Regions from separate parts of the Triticum aestivum genome. Here region 2 is linked to region 1. The links are chromatin contacts, called in public Hi-C maps. All regions are on one chromosome and are shown on one strand. The core of a region is the stretch at or near the end of the contact, and the rest is flanking DNA. Distances in the headings are between cores, read along the strand shown.

What was found. A called contact is a pair of places that touch in the nucleus more often than the background predicts.
Region 2: a Hi-C map of leaf shows a contact between it and region 1, with 3 times the contacts expected there. The contact joins the promoter of LOC123111843 here to the promoter of LOC123111841 in region 1. A contact is called at or near these places in 3 of 5 Hi-C or Micro-C datasets (leaf and an unstated tissue) and 1 of 1 datasets of contacts at active chromatin or transcription factors (leaf).

Annotation. Positions count from the first base shown.
Region 1 is chr5B:357,428,063-357,435,097 of IWGSC CS RefSeq v2.1, forward strand. LOC123111841 (CST complex subunit CTC1) reads right to left here and starts at 2,721. Exons shown (of 16, transcript XM_044532719.1): 1 at 1,626-2,721; 2 at 1,400-1,518; 3 at 1,252-1,326; 4 at 1,070-1,145; 5 at 913-975; 6 at 322-399; 7 at 30-230. The coding sequence starts at 2,669.
Region 2 is chr5B:357,634,801-357,641,227 of IWGSC CS RefSeq v2.1, forward strand. LOC123111843 reads left to right here and starts at 3,060. Exons shown (of 3, transcript XM_044532721.1): 1 at 3,060-3,232; 2 at 3,573-4,151; 3 at 5,607-6,147. The coding sequence starts at 3,674. The coding sequence ends at 5,653.

The DNA.
Region 1 (7,035 bases), core at 1,471-3,970:
AGAAGATGCCATAAATTCTTAAAAGTGACCTTCATGCATCCCACTAATACAAGGCCCAGATCACCAGTTGAAATTATCCTTCTGCTGGTACCAGGATGGGAAACCCCACCACATAGAAACTGGTTAGATCCCAGGTTCTTGCCCAGCTCTTCCGTGTCATTCCAAAATCTGAGCATCATTGATATCCACAATGATTCCACCTTGCAGATAAAATTGGCGAAGGGTATTGCCTAACCAAAAATAATTGGTAAGTGAATAAACAAAACCAAAACAAAATTTAGTTTCGTGCATACTGTGTATAGTAAAAGGAGAAACTATTACCAATTTACAAGCTTCCAATTTTGATCCTGTGCTTGAACCGCCACAATCATGATTGCAGAATTTCATAAGGAAATCATGCTGCGCAACCAGATTCAGGTAAGCAATCCACACCAAAAATAGATTTTAAACAATGAGAAAGGGTTCCCGAGGAAACAGCCTCTTGCAGAAATGTAGGGAAAGGCTGCGTACAATAGACCCAAAGTGGTCGGACCCTTCCCCAGACCCTGCGCAAGCGGGAGCTACATGCACTGGGGCTGCCCTTAGAAAGGGTTCCCGAAAGACCGTTTAGTCTACAAACATCCTTTATATATGTTTCAGGGGGAAATATTATGATGAGACTGAAAGGTTAGCAGAGCAAATATATATTGTGTCTTTTGAAAGGCAATAAAAAAGTTGGACTAGTTTACTTTACACTGTGAACCAAACAGCTGTTATGTACTCCCTCCGTCCCAAAATATAAGAACTTTTTTGACACAATGTTCGTGTCAAAAACGTTCTTATATTTTGGGACGGAGGTTGTACATGCAAAACAGAGCAACACTACATTTATTTACTCGTTATTTGAAAGACATGTAGTACTAATGAGCTTGCCTGCGGTTCAAAACCCTTTGAAGAGGGAACTTTAGCAGCATAGGTGTGAACCAATCCTTGCTTCTGTTGGTACCTTGCAGTTCAAGAGATTAAGTTAAATAAATTAGAAGGAAATGCAATGGGGTAATATGCTATTTACTCCAGTTAGCAAAGTTACATTTTTTGACCCCCAGATCTCTTTCTTGGAATCTAACTTGAATTTCTGTTTAAAGCATGATGTCAGAAGTAACATCCTGTAAAATGATGGAAAAAAAGATGACCATACCATGAGAACAAATATGCCCCTTCTCAATCATGGTAAACATATCATGCAGAAGTAGAACTATCATAAATTCATACCAAAATTTACCGGGCAGCTCCAAAAAGTTAACAGACTTGCCCAGAAGACCATTATTCTCTGCTCTTGTATGACATCTGCACCAACAGCAAAAACTGTTGAGTGATGCCAGTAACATATGATGCTGATATGCCAAAAGTCGCATCTTACTTCGAGTCCACCACAGAGAAAGCATTTATAGTAATGCTAGTTTTACTGCATGTTCCAAGTAGAACAACTGTCGTCCAAGCAAAATTTAGACGAACCACTCGGAATTTCTTCACAGAAATCTACAAAAGAACCAGAACAGTCACACACACTGGCATTTGAAGTTATTTAATAAAAAATTATGAAAAAATTGCAAACGAAAGTTCAAAACTGCAAATTAGCAACATACAACAGCACCAACTCGAAGAGAATGTGACGGCACGAGCCGCTTATCATCAATTAGCAACCACACGATCTCATCCAGCTCAACCAACATACCCTGCATGTGGATTCCAGAGACTACCCCAGTGTACACTCCACTGCACTTCCCTGGCAACTCATCCAATGGTGGAACGCCCACATAAGATGGGCACCATGACACCATTGTTGCCGTTGATGACACCAACATGGTGTACGAGCCCTTCTTCCCAACGGAGACCATTTTTTTCTTCAGCCCCGTGACAGAAACCGGCCTGCCAATCAGTCGCGCCAGCACGGGCCGCCACCTGCTTGCCAGATCCACAAAGTATACAAACTTCTCCATCTCAAACTTGTGACCGCGGTCAGATTCTGGCTGTGAGAGCTTGCACTGGCGGCACCCACAGCACATCATCTCCGCTATAAACCCGACCAAGTCACTCTTCTGTGTGGCATGCGGGACACTGAACACCACGCTCACCGACCTCACCATCCCAAAAACGCGGCCGCGGGTGGGTAAAGCAGGCTCAGCGTCCACGGAATTAAGCGGGATCGCTGCAAGGAAGCTAAGGCCGGGGACAGGGACAGGACCGGGCGCCTCTGCCAGGCGCCATCGGACTGCCTCGAGCACGCCGGCTTCGTGTTGGCGGACGGAGGGAAGGTAGTTCCAGGCGAGAACGAGAATCTCGCGACCGATGACGGCGGGGTCGAAATCGAGGAGGTAGCAGCAGACAGAGGCGGCGGATGAGGGGTCGGTGAGGGATAGGCAGTGGTTGCGGCAGGCGTCGGCGGAAGGGAGGGAGAGGGTGCCGGCGAGGAGGACGGGATGTGGGATTGGCGCGAAGGGGGCGGTGGTAGGGGCAGGATTCGTGGCGGAGAGCTTAGGCTTTTTGCGGGGCTGTGAGGTGGAGGCGGCGGAGGAATGAGAGGGAGAGGGGGAAAGGAGGGAAGATGCACCAGTGGTGGGGCGGCGGAGGCGGAGGAGGTCGGCGACGGCGAGCCGGCGAGGGGTGGATGCCTCCGGCGGCGGCTCCATGGTTAGGGATTGGAGATTGGACTGGAGGGATGTGGGTTTGGAAAGAAGAGAAGATGAGTAGGCGGGAAGTGAAACCGAGAACGAGGAGTCGAGTGGCGGCGTGGGCCCCACTTGATCGTGGGTTGACTGGTCAAATGAGCTTGACCTCACGTTCACCGTTTTAAAAAGAAACTCTTTTCTTTGGAAAGAAGACTATTATAAAAGTTCATCGAAAGTGTTCCCTCAAAAGAAAAAAGTTCATTGAAAGTGCAAAGCATCTAAACATAATAAAAATTACATCAAGATTTCGAGACCACCGAGCGACCAATACCGTCGCCAGAACAAACCATTGAGGCGTCACTCCCCTGTTGAATTCGGTTTACCTTGTCGATGACAGTGAAGAAGTCTTCGCGCAAGTGCCCCTGAGGACGGCACCATGGAGCTGCAATCGTCGCGTTGAACCCTTGCATAGATATGAAGCATCTGATACCAAATCTCGCCACATGATGAGAAAACCTAACCTCACCTCACCGCCCCGGAGACGACAAGAATCTACGTCGGAGCTCCGTCGACGATGTTCAGATGGATGAACTCGAGGAGGACTGAAACCTGGAAGACAAACTCGACGAAGAGGTGTCGTCATTCGTCCAAGTGCCGCACCTGCGAGGACTAAAAGCCATAACCTAAACTACTGACCGGGTCGTAGGCACGAGGATTCTTCTTCCTGCCACCGAACATCAAAGTGACAGGCAGAGGGGATGCGAGTCCACGGGGCTCATCGGTGAAGTCTAAAGGGGACAAAAGTCATGTTAAAAGCAACTTTGATGGAGTTGCCAAAACGCTTATGGGATCCCTTTTTTTTAGGTTGTTGAGGAGACGTGAAAATTTAGAGTCATTAAGGTATAGTTTATCTGAAACTTTCAATTTTAATTGTAAACCATCAAACAACGATCAAAAGTGAATTAATAACAAGCGACATTCAAAGCACTAAAGGAGTTCTTATAGTTAGGTACAGAATTCGTCGCATGTACATACTCCCTCCTTCCATCTATATAGGGCCTAATGCGTTTTTCGAGGCTAACTTTGATCAAATATTAGAGCAATAATATATGACATGCAACTTACACAAAGCACATCGTTAAATTCGTGTGTGAAAGGAGCTTTCAATGATATAATATTCACATTGTGCATGTCATGTACTATTAATCTTGTCAATAGTCAAAGGTGGTCTTAAAAAACGCATTAGGCCCTATATAGATGGAAGGAGGGAGTATAATTTGCGGCTTAAAATATTGAGAAGCAACATTTGCATTGTCAGAGAGAGTCCATGCCATTGTTCCGGGTTGCTAGCTACTCCCTCCGTTCCAGCACCTGCGAGGACTAAAAGCCATAACCTAAACTACTGACCGGGTCGTAGGCACAGGGATTCTCCTTCCTGCCACCGAACATCAAAGTGACAGGCAGAGGGGATGCGAGTCCACGGGGCTCGTCGGTGAAGTCTGGAGGGGACAAGAGTCATGTTAAAAGCAACTTTGATGGAGTTGCCAAAACGCTTACGGAATCCCTTTTTTTAGGTTGTCGAGGAGACGTGTAAATTTAGAGTCACTAAAGTATAGTTTATTTGAAACTTCCAATTTTAATTGTAAACCGTCAAACAACGATCAAAAGTGAATTAATAACAAGCAACATCCAAAGCACTAAAGGAGTTCTTATAGTTAGGTACAAAATTCGTCGCATGTACATATAATTTGCGGCTTAAAATATTGAGAAGCGACATTTGCATTGCAGAGAGTCCATGCCATTGTTTCGCATTGCTAGCTACTCCATCTGTTCCAAAATAGATGACCCAACTTTGTACTACAAAGTTGGGTCATCTATTTTGGAACGGAGGGAGTAGCTAGTAGTCGAGGATGTCTACTCCTCGTCGGATGAAAGAAGTGCGTCGTCAAGGCCATCGTCGAAGTTGAGCGGCTCGCCAGCTGGCAAGCTCGCGTTGGCAATCGGCCTCCTCAATGGAGCGACAAGCTCGAGTTGTTGCTTCCCTCCAGCTCGTCGTTTGTGGCGATGAGCTCGTCTCAAATACGGAAGGAGGCAGTGATGAGGAGGAAGCAGGTGAAGTTTTACTCACGCCACGACAGAATAATAGGTTTTGGAGTGCACTAAAACGAGCCACCAACAATCTCCAAATAGGGAGGGTAAACCACTCTTTTTGTGACGGCCTCCAAAAGTCATGCAATAGAGAAGTGGGTAGCGACTCTGCTAGAGTGTTCTTTTTGTTTTGCCTCTTCGGCCTTCATATTGGTGATTATTATGGAGGGAGCGGCATATGACAGCTCTCCTGTACTTGGTCCATGCTCTTAAAGCAATTATAGTAGAGTCGCTATATAGACCCAATCGCCATAATAACTGTTAATAAGGGGTTCAACACACAAAATGGCACTCTCATAAAGTCTCCATATGCATCGCGATCGCCGTATCGCTCCGAAAACAACCTCGTAGCCTGCAAACATGGAGATCGTAGAGGCCTTTGTTAGGAGGTCGTGGAGGCCTTGTTAGGAGCTCGTTCCAAACACATTGGTGGTGTGGGAGGAAAGTTTTATCTTTTTCCTCCTTGCGCCAGATGCAGGGTTTGAAGTAGCGTGACCTCCCACGCATGCACCACCAGTGAGGGGGGAGGGGCATGACAGTCAATCACCCGACCTTTAAATGGTGCGTGCGCTCCCTTGGATTTCCATGGCGGCCTGTGGGATGTTGTCATGCGACCTCCTAGCTTTCTTGTGAGGTTAGGAGGTGTGTGAGCATGCGGGGAGGAGGCGTGCGCAGCGTGGTCACATTTCTCACCGAGAAACGCTCCTTGATGGCCGCATGCCGCCTCCCCCCTCCCTAGCTACCCCCTTAATGACACCCATGACGGCTTATAAAAGGTTGGTGCACTCCCCTCTCCCCCTTATCCAGTCCCCTCTCTGACGTCTCCCAGCCCCCTCTCGCCTACCTCCAAGCCACCACTTCCTTGTCAATGCATCAGCAGAAGGAGCACCCTTGCATCTTCTTTTGTTGGGTTGAGAGCGAGCATAAGAAGCCGGATCCCCTGGCCCCTGTTTTGGAATTGTACGACGCGATCATGGACGAGGGCCGAAAGTAGGACGTTGAAAGGGAGCGATGGATTTGGGAGAGCGCGCCCGCCCGGCCGCCCCCGTCGTCCTGTTGTGGGACGAGCGCGCCGAGGCCCTTTTCCTAGACCACCGAGGCCCGCAATGTTGTCACCGCTGCTGACTCATGGACGACAAGGGACAGGCCACCGAGGCGAGTTTTCGGTCCATCGAGGCCCACATTGCCGCATTCGCCACCTCCACCGAGGAATCGATGCAGTCTTGGCCATGAGTAGTTGGTTCTAGGCTAGTTAGTAGTTTAATTAAGTAGTTTTCATATCAATGTAAGCCGCAACATGACTAAATTTTTGCCCTATTTATAGGAATGAAATTGATGCTTACGAATGTGTTCTATGAATCAAACATGTTCTTCTGAATCCAGGATTACTGGGGAAGAATCTATGAGCCAATGACAGGTGGGTCCAATCTGAAAGAAATTTATGCAGGATGCTTTTTGGCGATTCTGTCTTTGTCAAAACCCATTTGAGCCTTCACGTGTTTTGGCGATCGTCTGCATAACCTTTGATGATCCCAAATATGACGACTCTATTAGAGTTGTTCTTAGACTGGGGAAAGGGGGAAGCCATAAACATAATTTCGGGAACTTCTGAATTTTAATGCTAGATCATTTGAATTCTTAGGGAAAAAATCAAGAATTCTTAGGATTTTTAGTATATGTGTTCATTGGATCTTAGAATTAGTTTTTTTTTTTTTTTTGCAGTTCAACGGGTCATTTCATTCCTCCTCGACGGTAGGATTACAATCATGAATTTTAGGCATATAGAAATGAATATGGAGCAAAGTTCAGCCACAAGCTCCCATGCCCAACAGCAGTAGCATTTTCAGCACATAATGAGCTGCAACATTCAAAGGCCTGTGCACAAAAAGAAGAGATATTAAACTATCGAAACCCCTGGTCGACTCCTTAATTTCACCCATGATGGCCGAAATTTCGGATCAGTGAAAATATATGTCCCGCCAAAGATTGGTCATCACATGGGAGTCACTCTCCACCGTAATATTTTAAAGTCCATCCTCACTTGCCCTTCAGATTCCATCCTTGCAGCCAACGTCTCCATGATTAAGGCAGAGATGATGCTTCAGGAATCAGGATACCACTTTGACAAGGCCTATAAAAAGAACTTCCATAATTGTTACATGCACCTTCATGAGCACAGGCCAGGAGAGCTCCATCCGCATTAATTTTTGGGACATTAGGATCCGGAGGTTCCTATTGG
Region 2 (6,427 bases), core at 1,810-4,309, 210 kb after region 1:
CAGTCGGTCCGGCGCTTCGGCAGTCTTCTGGTAGGCAGGCAGCATGGATCTGGAGTGAGATGGAGGATGGCGGTCGGCGGCACACAGGTAGAAGGCCGACCTAGTCCGCAGTGGTGCTTGTCGTCGTGTTTGTGCCTTTCTATTGTGTTGTGTCGCTGTGCTGTCGGTCCGAGTTGGTGCCTGGGTTGTCGTTGTGCCGTTAGTCGGAGCAACGCCTGTAGCCGTGGGTGTGGCGGCGTCTAAGCTCGTCTTGACCAAGGTCCGGGACTAGTGTCGGGGCTTGCTTGACGGTGGCCGTCGGCAGCTACTAGGCCGTGTCCCCCCCCCCCCCCCCCCCCCCCCCGCGGTCCACAGGGGTTGGCTGGGGATGCAGGCATGGACGCCTCCTACTGCGGAGGCGACCACCCAGGCCCGATGGCTGATGCCGGGCTAGGAGCAGAAGGATGTGTCTTCTGCTCTTCCTACCGTGGTCTGCGTTGCGATGGTGATGGTTGGCGGTGACTCGGGACATGGATGCCAGGGCGGCGACCCCGAATGATGGTTCGTATGGTGGCCTTCTGGCAGGCTCCATGGCGGAAGTGGTGGCTATGCTTCTTGGTTGCCTGGGCAGCGAGGGGTATAGCGGAGGGTGGTTTGGGTGCTCTTTCAGTTGCCCAGATCCGGATCTGGAGGCCAGTGTGCGTCATGACTGTTCAGGGTGCCCCGTGGTGGCACAGGTGAGCTGGAGAGCGACAGCTTCGTGCTTTGGCACCGGCGACAACGACATCTACGGGTGTCGTTATCTTCTTGAAGACGTCGTCGCGGTTCTCCTTTTCGTGTGAGAGTCTCCGGGTGAAAACCCTTGTCCACCTTGGGCTCGGCAGTGGCGGTGCTCGTGTTCCCCTCTTGAGGGCGTTGTCGTGGAGGCTAGGGGTCCTAGTTCGTGTCATGGCGTTGTAAGGTAGTCCTGTGTTAGTTTGTCGGCAGCATAGTCGCGTGCGTTTATGTTGGCCTGTTATCTAGGGACCTGCTGTCTCAGAGGACTACCTCATCACACTGTATCGTTCGGCCGTGTAACCTTGGTGTTATTGCTTTATATATAAAGCAGGGCGAGAGCCTGTTTCGAGAGTATATATTGAGTACAAGATTTGGAAGGCAAGAAGCGAGTTATTTACCCAAAACCAACACACTTGGGGCTAGGGTAACAACTTGGTACCACATTTGAACCGGGGCACAAAAAACCATCGAAAATGCGCCTAATCTGTAACGCGGAGCACTGATAGTTTGATAAGCTTGCGAAAACAGCAAAACTGACAAGTTGGGCCCACATGTCGGGCTGACATGGCGATGACTAAAAGCTTTGACCAGCTGATGTGGCAAATGAGAATTGGGCCCCACCTGTCAGTGACTAGACGGTCATCTTCTTCCCATATCTCTTTCTTTGAGGCATTCTGTCGAACATCTTTGGGCACCATTCATTTTCCTCTCGCTGGAGAGAGTGAGCAGCACTAGCTCGTCCGCCTCTCCATGGAGGGTCGGCGGGGTAGATGTTCTCACGCCGGGACAGAAGGAGGCCGACGGACTCCGCCGGCCATGGCGACGATGGCACGAGGTCGCCCGTGGCCAGAGTGAGCTCGCCGTTGACCAACATGAGCACGAAGTACCCTGTCGGCGGCTCCGGCCGGCGCGACGCGAGGCATGCGTGCAAGAGGTCCCATGAGAACGCGACGGAGTGGCCGGACACGCTGGGTCATGGCACCCTGAGAACGGCTCTGGTGGCCGGACGATGCAGCAAGTCCGGCATGAGCAGCTGCTGGTGACTGAGGCGGCCATCCACGGGATGCGGTGGTCGCGTCCTGGTCCTGGCCGGCTACTCCCATCGAAGCAGGCAAAGAGCAACGCCGCCACCGCGTGCCCAGGCAACGAGCAGTGCCCTGCCTTACCGCGCGCCCAGGCCGACGAGTAGTATAGGATTGGCCGCGGACGACGGTGCGTGTAGGCACGATAGCGGTACAAGCTGTGGTGGTCGGTTCATCGTTGTGGCCGGCTAGAGGATGGAAGCTCGTGGCCGACGCCATGGCAGAGGCGCTCTGGCCTGCGGGGGTGCCCACAAGATGTTTGTTGAAATGCCCATGAAAAAAGGAGGAAGAACTAAAAAAGGAAAAAAAACAAATACTTGAGTCATTGACAGGTGGGACCTATGTGCAACTCAGCATATTGTCCACATAAGCAGGCCATCTCAGCCCGACATGCGGGCCCAACTTGTCAGTTTCGCTGTTTTCGCGGCCAAATTCCAGCATCAGTGCTTCGCGTTACAGATTAGGCGCATTTTTTATGGTTTTTTGTGCACTGGTTCAAATGTGGTACCAAGTTGTTTCCCTAACCCAAGTGTGGTGATTTTGGATAAATAACTCGCAAGAAGCCTTTCTTGGAGTAGGAGATGGAATACAAATTCTAAATACCAAATACAAGTAACCCAAATATATCTCTAACGTCAAGCATGATATGGAAGACCATGCTCTCCAAGGACATTTCAATACATTACCATCAACCCTCAATCGGATATAAAATCATGCTGCCGACATACGAAGTTCAGAGAATTACGCCACACATCGACATGTGCTACACACTTGCCTGGGCCGTTCACAAGAAATACACTAACCAGCAAGATATACGTACTACTCCTATGTACTTAACCAAATCATCAACCTCCTCAACGTGAACTTGATTCCCATCCCAATAATAGTCTCCGCTACAGTAATACGTACGTGTAACCATTCCAGGTACATTCACGCGGGTTTCACCGATGGCGACGTGAAACCCATCCACATGCATCCGTGGAGCAGATTCACCAAGACGCGAAGCGAGACCAAACGGAAACCCCCATCCGGCGACAAGTGTCCGGGGAGCCCACGAAAGCGAGAACTTGCGCCTCACGAACCCCCCGCCCGGGACACGTCATGGCGCCGCGGTGCGCGGCGATTGGCCCACCAGACGGGCGGTCAGGATCCGACTCACACGTCGCGCCGGGCGCCATCCGGGCCGTCCGTCTCGAGGCGAGCGGATTATATATGTGCCGTGGCCACACGCTCTCTCGTCGGAGTGGTGGTTGCTCCTAGTCGCAGACTTCTTTATTAATCACAATCTGGATCCGGGCACGGGGAGCGATTGACTGATCGACGAGAGCCTGGAGAGCCGGGGGTTTCGCTTCTCGTTGCGTTTGGAGTCTTGCCGGGTCTCGGTTCTCGAGCAGGCAAGAATTTCCTTTTAATTTTGGGTGATTTGTTTTCCTGTGCTAAGATTTTGGATCATCACCCCCCAGTGTTGATCCTGTTGATTTACCGCCTGGATTGGAATTTTTTGGACGGGTTACCTTTAATGGGGCTTCTCCCTTCTCGTCGTCGCGAATCAGTGGAGAACAAGAAACCTTCCCAATTGGAGCGGATTTTCTGTGGTCGCCGCGCTTAGTTTCGAAAGGCGGCACCTTTATTTGCTACCACGCTTTGCTGTGGCCGGAAAGTTACCCATTGTGTCTGTTTCAAGAAATAGATTGGGTTTTCTTTTTTTCTGAGGTGTTTGTTTTAACTTGGCAGATCCAGGGAACACCGATTTTCGTTTGATTTTGCCGAAATTTTTGATCTGATCGGAGCGATCCCGGAGCTTCGCAAGGAGCAAGGCATTTTTCAGGGGGGCCATGGCCATGGGGCTCGGCCGATTCACACACTGGCTCTGGCCGGGTAACGCCGCGCGAGTTGGCAACCACGAGCTCCCCGGCATCGCCTTGACGGGCGCCTCCTTCCCCGAGTTCCCCTCCGGGTTCCGTGAGGCGGACGCTATCGCCTTCTCCAGTGCCGCCGCCGGCCGCCGCACGCGGCCGAGGAGGGTCAAGAACCAGCGGCGCAGTCGCGGGGAGCCCAGAATTGACAGGGAGTACGACATGGTCATCGTGCCGTCCGACGGCGGCGGGTGCCTTTCCGGGTCCGAGTCCGACGACTCCGACTGGTCCATCGGCTGGCTGGAGCCGCAGGCGCCGGAGATGCAGACGGACGGTGACCAGGAGACCTCCTTCGCCGTCCTCGTGCCCTGCTATCGCCGCGGCCGCGCCGAGCAGCCTATGATGCCCCAGGGACGGTTCCTTGGCGCTGGCCCTCTCGCCGATGGCGGCCCCTCCGGTGAGTGGTTTGCTGGAAGATCTACCAAGTTCTTGTGTTTACATTTGCGGAGAGAATTGGGAAAAAACATGCCATGTTTGATTTGTTTATTAAAGCATTAAGTCCTGTGTGATATTAAAAATAATCATTTGCTCTTGTTCATAATATACTCCCTTGGTTCGGAAATACTTGTGAATGTATCTAGAACTAAAATACATCTAGATACATTCATTTCAATGACAAGTATTTCCGGACGGAGGGAGTACTAGCAACAGTTCCCTTTGTGAAGTCAATTTTTGACAAGTCTGGCACCTTTTCAGTTATGAGTTATCCATTGATGGTTTGGGAATAAATTCAGCTTGTGTTAAGCTGGCAGAACTCAGCCTATAACAGGATAAGCCGATAAGATTCGTTCTTCGTGTCTCTTGCTGTTGTACTAGCATTTATGGGGCACAACTACTACTGGTCATATGCTATTTTCATGTTTGGAGCTGTTGATTGGTGGGTTTGGTGGCTTGCTCTATACTTTGGGCTTGAAGATATTTGTTTGAGATTCCTATGCTCAACAGTAGATATGCAATACTCCCTCCGTCCGGAAATACTTGTCATCAAAATGAATAAAAGGGGATGTATCTAGATGTATTTTAGTTCTAGATACATCTCTTTTTGTCCATTTTGATGACAAGTATTTTCGAACGGAGGGAGTACTTAATATGGTTGTTTTATCACTAAAACTCTTTACTATTTCACCAGATAACCCTAGAGGCATCGATGTATGATAGAACCCGTTGACTAATTTTTTCTTCAAAATTTGGCAATCTATAACTTACTCTATGAGACCTCTTCAGTTGTTAAACTTATAGCCATATACCACTTGCTTTGGTTGGTTTCTGCCACTTTGTATGCTGTAGTTGAGGTTTGAGCTTGCTGTGTCAAAATGTGCTACTTCGACTTGTGAATTGATTCTATAACTTTCATTCTTCTTTCAGCATCATGTTTTGTATACTTATGTTGATCAAACAAGGCATCAAATATCCCCGCAAGAAAAACAAGGCATCAAACATATTACTTTATTACTGTTATTGGTTGTCTTCTTTAGTCAATTCGCACCAGCACTGTATTTGTTACTATGATAGTATACGGTCTTTGCCGTATAATAGCACTGCAATTGCTTACCATGTTTCTGATTTGCCATTTACTCCAGTCGACTCCTGCAATTTATTGGTTCTAGAGTGCTAGGTGTGATTGGTGTTGAACATGATAAAGCCACTTCATTGCCTGCTTGTGCCATTTTGATTATCTATGATTGTATTGGATTGTGTGGACGGTCTTTCATCGTAATTCATTTATCTTAAAAGAGTTTTAGTTGCTAGCAATGTTTACTCATGTGCATAGTCTTAGTGTTACTCTATTTATTTCATCATTACAGCTTCTGATATTTTTCTGACACTCTTCTTTCCTTTTTCCGCTCCGCAGATGGAAAGAATTTTGTAGAACAGTGGCTTTCTTCCCTCCAGAACTGATATCTGGAATCTCCGTTAGCTATGCTGTATATATTATTGCTCAGTATCATTATCGATGAAGGAAGACATCAAAACCCAAAAAAAAGAGAAAATGGAAAAAGAACAAAAAGAGAAGCAGCGGAATTTTGAAGCAGCACTTAACGGGTTTGTCCTTCCGGAGGTTTCAAGGTTAATTGTACTCATTGCAATGCAAAGCAAGGCCAATGCTGAACAAGACCAGCTGCGCTGCGCGTCGTAGAAGATTTATTCCTTCTTATTAACCAACCTACGACGACATTTGTAGATATAATTTTCTATCGCATCGTTCATTTTGTCCCACTTGATTCTGGACCTCAACCCTGCTACTGGCATATGTATATATGGTGTCATTTGCTGTGTATATATAAGCTGCAGATGTGCAGCTCTTCAGTGTGCGTGTGTGTTGATGTAGATTGGAACAGGATTGTTCCTTGTGAAATTCAGATGTATATATAAGCTTTTGTGTTTTTGTGGAACAGGTTCTTGGCTCAAGTTTCTGATCTTTTGTTGTTGTTGAGGAAACCTGTGGGGTTATTTCTGTCGCTGCTGATATTTTTACTCCTTCCGTTTCAAAATAGATGACTCAGCTTTGTAGTACTCCCTCCGTTCAAAAATACTTGTCATCAAAATGGATAAAAAAGGATGTACCTAGAACTAATATACATCTAAATTCATCCCCTTCTATTCATTTTTTCGGACGGAGGGAGTACTAACTTTAGTACATACCTGCTCCCGGCACAGTCCGAAGGGAGAAGG